2 separate regions of the Mus musculus genome follow, and region 1 is linked to region 2. A link is a contact called in public Hi-C data. All regions are on one chromosome and are shown on one strand. Each heading gives the region's core, a stretch centred on a gene start, on an enhancer-like site or on the middle of the called end of the contact. The rest is flanking DNA. Distances are from core to core; before and after follow the strand shown. Region 1 overlaps Wwox (WW domain-containing oxidoreductase). Region 2 overlaps Wwox (WW domain-containing oxidoreductase).

Region 1 (4,206 bases), core at 701-3,200, 140 kb before region 2:
CTGAGCTTCACCCGTTTACAATCCATAGGCAGCAAGCTCTCCAACCCGTATCTTAGTGCCTGAGTGGCTTATATGTTCTGAGTTCTTGTTGTTTCCAGAAGACATACTCCAACCTCCTAGTACTGGGAAGTCTTTCTATGACTGACCCATTATTCCCTACAGCCACCGAGCCTTGGGATGCTCTTGCTGCAGAGCCTCTGGGATGCCCATGTGCACTGAAGTTCCAGCTGGGTCTCCTGGCAAATCCCCATCTACAGATATGTGCTAACCCGGGACACGTCCTGATGAAGGAAGAACGAGGCAGAACCACCATTTCTGTTTGGTTTGTTCATTTGAGACCAAAAAAAAAAAAAAAAAAAAAAAAAAAAAAAAAAAGAAAGAAAGAAAGAAAAAGACAAATCTCACCATGCAGCTCAGGGTGGCCTTGAACTCATGATCTTCCTGCCCCAGCCTCCCAAATACTGTGGCTACAAATGTACACTGCTACCGCTATCCACAGCCAGTGCAGAATTACCTTTCTTTCTTTCTTTCTTTCTTTCTTTCTCTCTCTCTCTCTCTCTCTCTCTCTCTCTCTCTCTCTCTCTCTCTCTCTCTCTCTCTTTCTTTTCTTGAACTATAGGTTGAGCCCAGGGCCTTGCTTGCTCTAGGCAAGCACTCTCTCATTGAGCTATGCCCCCAGCCATTGTATAGGTTTATATTGAGACGTGGCACCTTTGAATGTCTTATGCTGGCCTTTAAGTCACTCAGTCCGTGAGCTAGTAATGAATCAGGCATGACACATGTGTGCTACCAGGCCCGATTCACCACTTCCATTTTCTGACCATGAATAGCAAGTTGGGAAGTATGCAGTGTTTCCCTATGTCTTCTTTCTCATAAAAAGCACCCTCAAACCAAGGACTCGATTCTTATTGTGCTGATAAGACAGCCCAGAGGTTGTAGGTCATATGTCCGGCACTCAGCTGATGGAGAGCTGAGCAGAGATATCAAACATGATCCAAAGACTCTGGGACCAACAGCTATTTCTGCTCCAGCTTCCTTCCACAAGCAAACACTTCTCTGCGGCCATCGCACTGGGACGGACCCTCACTGTCCTGCTGACTAGTGTACAAAAGATGAAGTTCCCAGCATTGCTGAAAGGCACGGAAAAGAGGACCTTGGAATGTGGTGCGGAGGGGCTGGTGGGGACTAAATCTCCCTTCACACCAGAACAAGAATGACTTGAGGGGCAAAGTATTCAGTCTCTTTCCCAGTTAGAACTGGGTCAGATATTCTAGCAGAGAGAATGGCTTGTTCTCTGCTCCAGCTGTTATCTGAGCTACACAGCTGGGGGCGGGGGGTGGGGGGTAGAACTCCAACCTGCTCCTTGGACCCAGAGCTGAAGGATTCTCCAGGCTGCATTTGATGGCCTCTGGCAGCTGGAAGGAGGAAGAGAGTGGGGGTTGGCGGGGAGGGGAGAACAGAATGCAGGGAGGGACAGGCACCCTCGTTTCTACTAGTGCAACCAATTACCCAATGAGTCAGATCTACCTGCCTCACAGCTGACAACCGGGCGAACATTCATTCTCTGCCAGATGTTCACGGGTGAGAAGCTGAATTATTTAAAAGGACCCCCCAAGCAGCCATAGGGAACGACGCTGAAATGGGAGAGGAGGTCATGGGTATGACGTGATTGCTCCATTAAAGTCTTGAAAGTCCGACTGTGGGGTCAGCCCTAGCTCAACATCTGCCAGGCTAGTGATAAACTGGGATTGCTCCCAAATCCCTGAAGACAAAAAAAAAAAAAAAAAGTATCGGGGGAGACCCTTTCCTTTGCAGCGTTGGCACTTTCGTTTCCCAGGAAGCTGGGATTTTAAGCTAGTGTACCACGCAAAAGTTCCACTTCCAAACAATCCCAGTACCCTCCGTGATAAATCCTAGCCCTTAGCACCGCGCGTGCGCGCTAGGAAGGCTGGCTTCACTCTGTGCCGATCACTGAGTCTGCCATAAATGCAGTAGAGAGAGAGCTACCGATGGCTTCCCAGATAGCCCGTTCTGCACTTCAAGAATTCTGGGTTCTTCGAGTGGGGGGGAAAAAAAGGAAAGCAAAGAGTTGTTACATGAATTTCATAATTTAGAGATAAATAATGAACACCAAACTTGGAGGAAAATACCCTAGTGTTCATTTTATTTAATATTCTCCATTGGTGGAAATAAATTAAAAATGAACAAGGCTTGTTTATGCCTGCCTCACATTGCCCTCTACTTTTTGAATAGCAACCGCATATTAATTTGCCAGATCCCATAAATTATAATTAGCCCGGAGGATTAACAACATAAATCCTTGAATTTAAAACCAACCTGCCTGCTTCTCTCTTCCCTATACCCTAAAGTAAAAAAGGGCCATAAAACCTATCACTGCTACTTGATCCATTAAACTCCGGAGACATTCTTATTTCAGCTCAGCTACTGGAGGCAGTCTTTGTCAAATCCTTTTTTAAAGTTACAGTAGCTTGATAGGCGCTGGGAATCAGGGAGATGAGGATCTGTGTCAACATCCAGCAGAGCGCACAATGCCTGGCAGCCAGGACACTGGGAGATAGGGCCCAGGTACTAAACAGAGATGAAAAGTGGGCCCGGCCCCGCCCCCACCCCACTGAGCCCCAGGATGCAAAGGAGACACACAAGATCATAGGCCGTATCTGACTGACATTGGAAGACAAGCATTTGAAGAAAGACTACACCAAATTTGAAAATGCTGGCCTTGCTGATGGGGAGGGTGAGCTTTTTTTTTTTATGAGTGGGCTTCAGGGAGTGCTTTCTCCAGGGGCCGGGTGGATGGATTGGTTGGTAGTGTTTGCCATATAAGCAAGAGGACCAGGGTTTGATCCTCCAGAATGGATGTTAAGCCAAGCACTTAGGACCCCAGTGCTGGGGAGGCAGAGATAGACAGGTCCCTGAAACTTGCTGGCCAGGCTTGCTGGCCCAGCAGATTCCAGGCCGGCAAAAGACACCTTGTCTCAAAGAAGAACGAGAAAATCATTTTTCACGGTTGCAAATGAAAGCAGACTGCTGTTATGTAGGGACCATGTGTGTCCATGCCCTTCAGAGTGGGCCTTTTCTAATGCTGTCCCTAGAGACTTGAAAGAAGGTAATGGTCCACTGAGGACCCATAGCAAGTCCCTGGCCACGTCCCATGTAAATCACCCCAATAGGTGTCCCCTTCTCCTATACTGCTCTTTCCTGGTTTTAACAGGAAACTACACACTCAACTGTGAGCTACACCTGATGGTTCTCCTCCCTCACAAGATGTCCTCCTGGTTGAGGACACTAGGTTCCTTTTAAGTAGTCTCCTCATTCCCAGAGACCAGACTTGCTCTGAGGAGACAGCCTGCTGGGTACAGAGAACCCTGGGACAGGCCCCCTCTAATGCTGTGTCTTGAGGTCTGGAAAGCTTTGGTGACATTGGGTTGCAAGCACACGTGAATATACACCACATACACACACACTCACACACTCAGGTTATGACATGCCCTTTTAAATATAGGATACATGTACAAAAATTATAAATGTTCTTATATCACACACACAAAAAATGTAGGCATGCTGTTACTTCATCCTCAAATATGTTACCATGTTTCAAGATTTGAAAGGCACTGCCCTAACATAGCTCCTGTTGCCTGCCTTGAGACTTCCTTTGAGTTCAGCTTTAGCATCTCCCAGGAGGGAGGCAAGATGGTTATTTACCATCTTGGGCAAGGTCCTTAGTGAGCTTTACCAGAGGGCGCTGCTAACATGAGACAGTTCCCTTATCTTGTGACAGCCATTGCTTGTGACACCCAAATCATCCCCTCTCCATTCTTCTCTCTGAAATTTTGACCATCATTGTTATAAATGAACCCTTTCCTTCAAAGACAGGGCCACCTGCCACTTGCTCTGTCCTACAAAGTATACCTACAGGAAGGTCTTCAGACATAGGCATAGCATCCTTGGTTTATCTGTGCTTTTTACACGGAGCCTTGGGCTCATCGCCCTCCTGTTCATGCTGATGATACAGAGATGGGATGCCTTTGACAGATCCAATTGGTTAAGTAACATACTTAGTATCAATAATGATTGAACAGCTAGTTGGAGCTGGACTGGACAGGTAATTTTAAATGTGACTAGATGTGCTAAGATCTTTAAAATGAACTGTTAGCAAAAGCCGAACTTCCCGTCAAACCAGAGAAC
Region 2 (3,643 bases), core at 728-3,227:
AAAAGATGCTTCCAACTGCCTGAGATGGAACTGCTTTTAAAATTTAACTTTTTAGCTTGACACGGTGCTCACGCCTGCAATCCCAGAGCTATAAAGCGGAGGCAGAGGGATAGCTCTCTTTGTGGCTGGATTGGAGTATAGAGTGAGTCCCTGTCTCAAAATAAATAAATAGTAACATTTTTTTCCTCAAGTGTCTAATGGGATATATTTTGGTATGCGGATTACTAATTCATTCTTAATTCAAAGACAGATTGGTAAGAGAAGGGGGTGGAGAAAAGATACCAATTTTTCTTCTTTATTGCTGTCGTGACTTGGGGAAAGTGACCATTGGCTTCCAGCTGCTCTCCAGAACATGAAAGGAGCACAGAGAAGGGAACGTTATCTTAATCAGGCAGGATTGAGGCCCTTCATTCATTTCTACCAAAGGGCAGTTTTTCATCCTGGGCTGGCGGTGCAGGGAACAAGTGGGGTAGCATGTGAGGAACTGGGTGCTCTATGGAGACCAACTACCATTGGCTACACTTATGGCGTCCTGGGTACACGAGAAAGAATCCTATGTGCCTCTCCCTGTCAGTCAGATCTGGCTACTGGAAAGGAAGGAGGCCCCCATGTTACAGATGCAATCATGCACAATGTGACCAACCACGGGTACATTCCAGGACAGGTCTCCAGGGGCCACTTGGTGACAGAGGAAAGGCGAGCTCAGCCAGCACCCGGCCGCTCGTTTTTCAGCCCCTCCTTGCTTATCCACTTCATCCTAATACAACACAAAGATTATGGTGAAAACTCGCCAAAAAAAAAAATAAGTAATTAAGTTCGTGCCATAATTAATTCAGGCCTAAATAAACAAAAAGAAAACCAAGAAGCAAAAACAAAAACCCTCTCCTTGGCTGCTATGGAGTACTCTTCTGTTTGGTTATCATTTTTCCTTCTTCGGCAATTTCACTGTAACGGGATTAATTGCCTTTTCAAACCTAGGGAAGGCAAACCCCAGCCAGTCTCCTCCTCTGCAAGGCCCGGGGGTGGGGGTGGTGAGGGGGGAGTTGCAAAGACATGCTACCGCAGGAATAACAAATGCTGGGTTTCTGAGCACTCGCCCATGATTTATGAAAGGTGTACCTCACTGTGGGAAGATAATGCCATTTGAAATGGTCCATTTCATAAATCTATTCCACCAGTCCCCAGCTACACCCAGGACTCCTGTGAACTCCTGAATCCAATAATGTTTTCATCTGGTGTTGATGAGAGAGTGACAGAGAGAGAGAGAGAGAGAGAGAGAGAGAGAGAGAGAGAGAGAGAGGGAGGGAGGGAGGGAGGGAGGGAGGGAGGAGGAGGAGGAGGAGGAGGAGGAGGAGGAGGAGGGACTGTGTTTGGAGAAGTTACAATGCCCTTACATGGAACAGCCGTTAATGCTCTATCTCCAGAGCTTTATGTGGCAATGGTCACAGAGTTTCCAAAGCAGGGAAACTTGAACAAACAAAATGAAGACATAATCAACACTCCCAACATCTTTGAGGTCCTTTTGCTACAGGTAGCATTAATTACAGCATGGCCCCAATCCTCCAGCAACAGCACAACAAAACATTTTGCCCCGGAGTCGCTCTCTAGCACATGAGAGATTTGTCCTTGGGAACCGGTATATTTCCTATTCATTCGTGCAACGGTTCAGGATATCTGTTTGTTCGTGTAACTGCAAGAAGAGGATTCTCTGCCAAATGTGATGGCAGAAGCAGTCAGGGACCAATCATAAACTTCAGTGAAATTCATGGTTGTGAGTCTTCCTGGTCATAAGAAGACGACGGTGATATATATGCCCCCATGTCACGGAGACTCCGTGAGACTCTGATGAAATACGAGCAGGGGACAGAAAGTGGTTTCTCTGGGATCCAGTGAAATGGACAGTACCAACATGAAGACAGACTACAAATGCCTGTACCATGTGACTTACTAGAGGAGAGCCGCTCCTCACCAAAGACTCTGAGGGATGAGACAAAAGGCAGAGTACAATGACGCACAGACCCTAGCTGGCGTGCACAGTGAAAAGGAAAGAACTTAAGGCCACCGGGCAAGAAATATTTTATGATCATTAAAAAGTACTTTTTTTTTTTTAAAGAATCACCCTAGATGCCGTCACCTGATGGATGGACACTGGCTATGGGATACTTTAACACAACAGAACTTTACTCAGAGGCAAAGAAAAATAAAGTTATGGATTTGCAGGAAAACAGATGGAAGTGGAGTACATTATACTGAGCGAGGTGGTCCAGGGCCAGAATGATGAGCAACCATGTTCTCCCAGCCCCCACCGAATCATTTTAGCTTCCTCTGTTGAACTTGGAATGTGTGTACAAACTTAGAAGAAAGAAAGGGAACGTAGGGTGGGGAGAAGAGGCTCTGAGTGCAAGACAGAGGAAGAACGTCTGTGATCTGAAAACAGGGAGGGAGGGGATATGCGGGCATGAACGGGGATGAGCGTGGGAACTGAGGCAGGGGGGAGAGTGCATGGGGTGGGGGTGATCCAAAATTAAGGATGAATGAAGAAGCCACATTGAACCCTATGATTTTACATACTAATTAGAAAACCGTGACTTGAGAAAAAAGAGTTTGAATGGGGGTACCCTGCACTAGGGAATACTGTTGATTCTAGAAGTCGTGGGTTATTTAGCAAAGGAAAAAAAATCTCACTGAGAGGATTGGCACACTGGAAGAACCCCCACATTCCTCCCAGTCAGGTGGAGATGGATTTCGAGCAGGTGAAAGACAGCCTATGAGATAAAAATGATGCAAAAAAATGTGAATTTGAAAAACTCTCAACACAGGATTCTCATCCAGATATTCTGGAATTTGCATATTTTGACTTGTGTTTGAAAAGCAGCTTCAAGGTCAGCTTCCGTAGAGAAACACTGAGCTAAGACAGGAAGGCACCCCATTAAAAGTCCAGCAGTGTTTTTGCATATTTATTTTCTTTCTTCTATAGTGAGCAGTGACGACTCATAAATCAAAAAAAAAAAAAATCAGGGTAAACAAATACCACAGAGGTTATTTTATACAGAATGTATACTCCTTATTCTACCTATTTATAGACACAACCATTTCTATTACTCGGATTTATAAAGTGTGTAATACATGCATGAATGCTTTAAGATCTGCATATATTTGCATAAGATAGAAAGGAGTATATTATTGTCCCAAGTCTCCAAAGACCATGGCCCAAATAAAATGACGACCACCTCAAAAATATTTTTGTATAGTGGGATGGAAAATGTTATTTTTAAAAGCTTCAAGCTGTGGTACACACTCATATTCATAACTGGGAATATATATATATATATATATACATATATATATATATATATATATGTATATATATACATACATACACACACGCATGCACACACACACACACACATACACGCACACACACACAGAGTTGAATTGGATGGCCTTGGACCTTTCTAAAAAGACAAGGAACTTTAAGCAAAAGTGTGTACAGATCTCAAAATCAATAACTACACCTCAGTGTTAAATAGGTCACCTTAATAGGCAAATAGGAAGTAAGACAGGTTGCCATTAATTCGAACTGGGATGGAATGAAATTTGGAGAATTAAAGGTCATCCTCAAAGGGGCTGTATCATGAAGAAA

Evidence for each region. Hi-C and Micro-C count contacts between places; a contact is called where the count stands out from the background.
Region 1: a Hi-C map of uterus shows a contact between it and region 2, with 2.9 times the contacts expected there. The contact joins two enhancer-like sites. A contact is called at or near these places in 5 of 484 Hi-C or Micro-C datasets (cerebral cortex, group 2 innate lymphoid cells, muscle stem cells and 1 more).

Annotation. Positions count from the first base shown.
Region 1 is chr8:115,247,610-115,251,815 of GRCm38.p6, reverse strand. The region is part of intron 8 of Wwox (WW domain-containing oxidoreductase); the gene reads right to left. Among named protein-coding and RNA genes, the nearest start is that of Gm39257, 290 kb to the right of the region's middle. Within about 2 kb of position 1,950, at least 7 of the 459 cell types and tissues checked have an H3K27ac peak or open chromatin away from gene starts, as enhancers often do. A contact at or near this core is called in uterus, where this site is marked.
Region 2 is chr8:115,104,290-115,107,932 of GRCm38.p6, reverse strand. The region is part of intron 8 of Wwox (WW domain-containing oxidoreductase); the gene reads right to left. Among named protein-coding and RNA genes, the nearest start is that of Gm39257, 140 kb to the right of the region's middle. Within about 2 kb of position 1,977, at least 2 of the 459 cell types and tissues checked have an H3K27ac peak or open chromatin away from gene starts, as enhancers often do. A contact at or near this core is called in uterus, where this site is marked.